Linked DNA regions of Danio rerio: region 1 is linked to region 2. The links are chromatin contacts, called in public HiCAR-type maps. All regions are on one chromosome and are shown on one strand. Each heading gives the region's core, a stretch centred on a gene start, on an enhancer-like site or on the middle of the called end of the contact. The rest is flanking DNA. Distances are from core to core; before and after follow the strand shown. Region 1 holds the start of pelp1 (proline, glutamate and leucine rich protein 1). Region 2 holds the start of cd99l2 (CD99 molecule-like 2).

The links. HiCAR-type assays count read pairs that join an accessible place to other places.
Region 1: a contact with region 2 is called in a HiCAR-type map of caudal fin, with 4 times the contacts expected there. The contact joins the promoter of pelp1 here to the promoter of cd99l2 in region 2.

The regions. Positions count from the first base shown.
Region 1 is chr7:26,029,087-26,032,525 of GRCz12tu, reverse strand. It overlaps pelp1 (proline, glutamate and leucine rich protein 1), which reads right to left and starts at 2,003. Exons shown (of 17, transcript XM_001338982.9): 1 at 1,852-2,003; 2 at 1,468-1,532; 3 at 373-478. The coding sequence starts at 1,992.
Region 2 is chr7:25,921,059-25,924,233 of GRCz12tu, reverse strand. It overlaps cd99l2 (CD99 molecule-like 2), which reads left to right and starts at 1,563. Exons shown (of 10, transcript NM_194369.2): 1 at 1,563-1,944. The coding sequence starts at 1,884.

The sequences.
Region 1 (3,439 bases), core at 754-3,253, 110 kb before region 2:
AAAGTCTTTCTCTATATGATTTAGCAGATTCCACATTTCTTTTCTGGTTTACACAGCTTAAATATGGAACAATGTGTTCGGTAGTACATTAACTATACAATGAATGCTCTTGCTTACATCCAACTATTACCAGTGTGGTTAACAGCCAAAAACCTGACGTAACAGCAAGTCCTCTAAATAATCTAGAAAATTTAGACATAGGCTCCTTAGGCCATATCCACCTTGGACAGCTAAAACACCAATTGCTATATATATATATATATATATATATATATATATATATATATATATATATATATATATATATATATATATCTGGAATGAGCAAGCATAAGAACCAGAACTAATCAAATGTTTTAAGTTATCTCTCACCTGGATGATCTGCTGTAGTGTTCGCAGCCATGACAGGCAATGCTGCTGAAACACTTCACTGGAACTGTCCTTTACCAGCACAGACAGGAGACACAGGCCTTCAAACCTAAAACGCATGCAAATGAGTGTATAGTAAAGTACCATGAAAGAATCTGCGATAGAGCCTTGTTCATTAAAAAAAAAAAACATGCACAGGTGAATCATTCAAATTATGGTAAAGAAATTAAAAGACTTCAGTGTTTGGCAGAACGTAACAGTAGTTTTAAATAACAACTTTTAAAGACGTATTGTTTGCAGTTTAATTGTACGAGTTTCAAGTTTGTTGCTATATCAGCTTCAATGACAATTTCATGAGAAAAACATAAATAACATGACCATTATATAATACGTTTTTTAAACAATAAAAAGACACCAATAATAAAAAAATACATAAGATAAAAAAAAGTTTCTAAAGATTTACTTTTGATGTAGATTCTACCATTTCTCATTCACGTTTTTTAAAAAAAAGTCTCTCCAGATTAATTTTGTTGTATGACAACATTAAAAATATAGCATTGGATGAGTATTAAAGTGTACCCACATAAGAAATCACTGTAGGTGGGTTAAAGTTAGGTTCATGATTAACTTTAATCATAGTAATACATAGTATTTTATAATGATTATAAGTATATAGCCACAAAGATAAAAAATAAAGAGTTACTGGATTATTTTGGGTCATAATTACAGGCCAGAAAAATAGATCTTAGTGCCTTATGACATTACATCTTATTTCCAATCATTTAGTAGGTTCACTTATGCGTTCTTATATAGTTCTTATGGTCTTAGAACTAAACCTCTAAAAAACTATTCAAGTCCTCAAATTTATTTTGCATGACATAACACTTCATATCCTAAAAAACTCTGTGAATGTCTAGGTTTTCCCTCATTTGAATTCAAGATTAAAAAACTTCACTTAGCTTTTTTAAGTCAACAGCAGACTAAATGTCTCAGTAGGGTTTGATCAAGAAGAATGTTTTTAACGGTTTGTGCAAATGCAAGAGAAATGACCTGGGAGTGCACAATTCTGAGTGCAAAAGTAAACTCTTGACAGCTCACCTGGTTTTACTGGACCCAAGTCGAGCATTACTGAGGCCCACCAGACCACCCACAGCTCCAGAGCTCTAAAATTCAGTCAATACAAACAAATGAAGGTCTGTTTTCCAAGGTAAACTGAAAGATGCACAATAGGATACGACTAGACATGAAACATACACTAAACTAACAATAAAGACTTGACGAAAGCTTATTTACTCAACAAATGGCCACATTAGTTAATAAAAATATATATATCTATACAACGCTTTATATTTACTCTGGCTTTGTTTACAAAGCAAGCGTGCGACGCGACGCCACCAAATGTCGCTTTCATTTAAATGAAAGGAGCGCACAGTTCCTCGCGTCGCGAACTGCCAGTGCAGACAAAAACAGCCTCCGTCCTACCTGAGTCCCAACCGCTGCATGCTCACGGTAGTTTGCTAGAAGAGCGGGTAGAAATTCAGGTCTCTCCTCCTTTAAAACGGACACCAGCCCTTCCGTTAAACGAGTAATGTTGGGGCCATGCAGCCAGCTCGTTGAAGCCATCTTAGCGCCCCAGTGTGACGCGCAAATCCCGCGACCAGTGTACAGTTAGGTTGACGTCAACATGTCGCGTCAGCGTCAAAGGTGTTTTGTTTGTTTGTATGGTTTGTATGTAGATGATCACGCCTTTGCTAATTATTAAGCTTTTGTACACAAATCAACCGCTGGTTACTTAACGTTAAATAAAGTATAAAAACATGTTTATTGTAGTTATTTAAAAAAGTAACCACACATCTATGCACATAATAAATAAATAAAAAGCCAAGTAAACTTACTATCACATAGTTAACAGTATAATTACTTTTTACTTAGTGGGGAAACTACACTTCTATAAAACTAAAACTAAAATTTTTCCTTAAAATCTAATTTTGAACGAGATTTCAAGATTTTTTGTAGCCATACAGTAGTAGTTATAGAATAATTTAAGTATGTTTTAATACCTCTTTTTTATCAATTTGTTGATTAAATGGAAGTTTTCAAAGCACCAAGCTCAAGTTAGGACACACACTAGATTTGTTTTTCAAAGAACATAAAAACCTTGTAATCATAAGGTTGACTGGAATTGACTTGTAATTAAATCATCAGGCATTGAAACTGATAGGCCAGATTGGAAATTATTTAATAAACATCCTATTTCAGGTCACCAAATAACTGATTTTCTAAGCTACTTGTGGTTATTACTTACCAATACCACAAATATACATAAAAACACACAAATCAAATGCTTCCAAACCTTTAACTGGCAACTAGGCCCTATTCAATATTAATTTTACCATTAAGAAATCACTTTAAAATAATTCTTAGGAATCCTACATGAGCATGTTATTTTCTATAGACAAAGGTATAAATTAGGATAATGCGAGGACACATCATTACAGCAGTTCAACATCCATCCATCTGTAGTTGCTTTGTGACTGCATGCAGTTTTTAAAATATGTCACTTTTATAATTAGATCTTGAATAATCTTTGTAAGCTGGTTTAGAACAGGCATTGCTCACCAGTTGCCCATATTGCAGATGGATTTTAATGAAGATATTACACACCAGGTTCATCATATAGTGAAACTCCATAATGTGCTTGAACACCGTGATGTATTTTATAATCAAGTTGTTGTTTGTGAAATAAAAAATAATATTGAATAAATTTAGCACTTTAATTACAAATGAATAAGTATAAATAGACACTTGTACAACAGCCTGCATGAAATTGTAAATATCTTACAGCACATTCTGCAAATGATTTCCCCTGACCATGCAGAATTGAAGGAATCAATCAGCTTTTAGCCTAGAGAGGAAACCACTCCTCAAATCAGCTCAATTTCCTCCTCGATTCTGATTTCATTAGACAGTCACACTTAATATGCTCAGTATTAGTAGTCTTGCTAAATGGTCAAAGGAGAGATGCCCAATTTTGCAATATGCATCAAGTTAGATATTAAAACTATTTTAT
Region 2 (3,175 bases), core at 314-2,813:
CATGGGAACAAGTTAAGAGTCTGGTAGTACATTACATGTTTTAGAGATGAGTTACAGATCCACAAATTTGTTTTTAAAAAAGTTTTAAAATATCTAATTAATATTTTTAGATAAAAGGGTTGCATTTAAGTGGTTGTTTAACAAGTTTAAAAAGTAGGATTAGATTCAATTGTTAGTAGAATGTTAAGAGTATATTGTTAGGCATTTATTTGGGCACAGTGCAATAAAGCGCCTGAATGAACATTTATATTATACATGGTAACACTTTTCAATAGTTTCAGTAATTAATGTTAGCTATTGTATTTACTAACATGAACAAAGTTTCTCCAGAGTTAAACAGAGTTTATCCAACTTATGTTAACATTAGTTAATAAAAGTTGTTCATTGTTAGTTAACTAATGTCAACAAGCATACCCTTTAATAATTTTAATAATGCATAGTAAATGTTAAACTGATTAGTGATAGCTGTGAAATATTTTTCCATAGTTCATGTTATTACATTAACTAATATTAACTTATCGTAAAGTCTGCCCTTAATTAGTTCCATGTTAGCAAAAACAGTATGTGCTTGAGTTATTCTTTATATGAAAGTACACAAATTGTTAACAAACATTTAGAATCTAAAAAAATCTCAAAAACACACGTCGAATATGTACCATAAACATCAATTTCTGTTTTGCCGCTAAGCATAATTAGAACATATTGAAATTATGCTGTGTTAACACATTTGTTTTGGGACGTACTTAATACGTTTGTCATATTTAGATTTTATTGTAGTATGTCCTAACAACATGATCGGATTACGCTTAGAGGCAAAACAGAAATTGATGTTTATGCTACATATTTCATGTGTGTATTACATGTAGGATATCTAACAAGACTTTGGGATTCTAAATGTTTGTTAGCAATTAACAATTAGGTTGTTAACAGACCTTTTTGTCTAGTTTGACGTTATATTGTTGGTTTACTCACTGCTTCGCTGAGTAGTTTTAATTATGTATATATTTTTAAACACAAAGGATTTCTGTGTGCTTAAAACATTTTGGTAATAATTTGGAATAATGTTTCTTTTGTTAATGTTAGTTCAAAGAGCAATACAATTGTTTTTGTATTTCACAATCTTATAACCTTCTTAAGAAAGTTAACTTTGGTTATGTTAGCTCAAGTCTGTAAACCATGATTGACAAATATAACTTTCCATGTGAAAGTATACACTATAAGAGGTGGTTTAACTGATTTACTTACCAATCTTGTTAGATTACCACATCCTTTTTTCAAAATTGTTTTGTAAATAATTACCAATTCCGAATAAACTGCTAGAGCACATAAACCCGAGATGTGCCAAAACATATCAATTATTAACAGAAGTCAATTGTGCGAGTCACTTAATTATTCAGAGACGCACAATTATCCTAATTCAGTCATTCTGAGTGAATGGCCAAATGCACGAGAGGAGGTCATCTTATCTGCTCGAGCAGCAGTTCTTCACCAGCACTGTAAACACGCTCTTATCGCGCCCATATTCTACATCCAGCTGGTCGCAAAGTCCATTAGCGAGTTCACATAACTGTTATTTATTTGTAGGGGAGCAAGTAACACTGGAAGGCTCGTCTGTTTATAAAAAGCTGTGTTACAGCGTGCTAAAAAGCTGAGCTGAATGAGGAACCGCCCTAAAGCCGGTCTTGTAACGTGATCTAACACGCGGCTGTGAATCCAGCGCTGCTCATTCGCACTGCAGATCGTCTCGCAGGCTTTTTCGGCTCGACTAGTAACTGCGACCCTTAAAACTCCCGTTAGGCCCCAAGGACAAATAGCCATAAATACATCATCTGCTGCCAATATTTAATATCGCAGCAACCCAGTTGCCATTTCGGAGTTTTAACATGGAGAAGACGCTCTGGACATGGACGCTTCTAGCGGTCTTTTCTCTGCTGGTAGTGAAAGGTAAGCGCTGCGCCCCTCTTTGTTGAACCCGGTGCCATGCCTACTTCATCATTTTTATCGACACCATGGGCAAGCATTGATTTAAGGCATTTAAATGGCATTTTTCTTCTTTAATGTGAAGCGCTGGGTGCGTGAATGCCATAAATCACCGTCTCCGAGTTGCGTTTTAACATCTGTCTGGCTCTCGATCATCTGTCTGGGTCTAGCCATTGCTCCGGCGATGTGCTTAACATGCTGAGGCTCAACAAATGACAATCTCATTTTTACCAAAAATAAAACTCCTTCGTTTTTAATACGTTGTGGTTTATTGCACCTCAAGTCGATTTGAATATGTGCGTTATTCGCATATTAATAAGGAAGGGAAGGATTTTTTTGTTCTTGACTGTTGAATATTAAAAAGTGCATCGCTAATTTTAATCCCCAGTATGTCATATTTGATTCCTCTTGCGCAGAGATGTACGTTATTTAAGATTAATTAGATATTGCTGATTTTATAATCCTGCTAAACAACAATCTTTTATTGTTTGCCGTATTCAACAAATAATTAACATCGTTGTGAATTTTAGCTTATGAATTTAGCTTATAGTCATACTTTGCAATAGCTTTACAGTGTATGTTTCGAACCCCTCGTTTACTATGAAGATAAATCTTCATTGACAATTTTGTGGAGACGTTCATCCAAGTAAAAATAAATGAATTAATAACCAGTAGTGCGTAAAATATATGTTCAGAGAACAATGTCGACTCAACTCCACAGTCCAGTCTCTTCATCTTTTCACGGTACAGGTAGGTTGGGAGGCTTGGAGGAAGAGCGCATGCGCATACGAAGCCACAATGCGTCCAGGTACAGCATAGGAGTTAGGAATTTTTTGGAGACTGCGGAAGATAGGAAGATACCATCATTTATGATGGGGTACAGCCACCCTCTGCTGATGTGTGAGACACACGAGTTCAATGTCAAAGATTTCAATCTAGTATGAGCAAAATTAAATAATAGGTGTATGGGGAGGAAAAAAAATCCCCTTAAAAAAAAAAAAAAACTACAATGAAGCAGAGATGATGTACAACCCATGCTGTATTTTGTAAATCCCCTCCACCTATGCCAGTACTGTAATGAATCAGGGATGCCAGCGTCTGCAGTTCTGGCAGAGGTAAACGGACCCTCCCTCTTTTCCTCTCAGCCACACCTCTCTGATGTATATGTAATGAGAGATACATGTTTACACCTCCT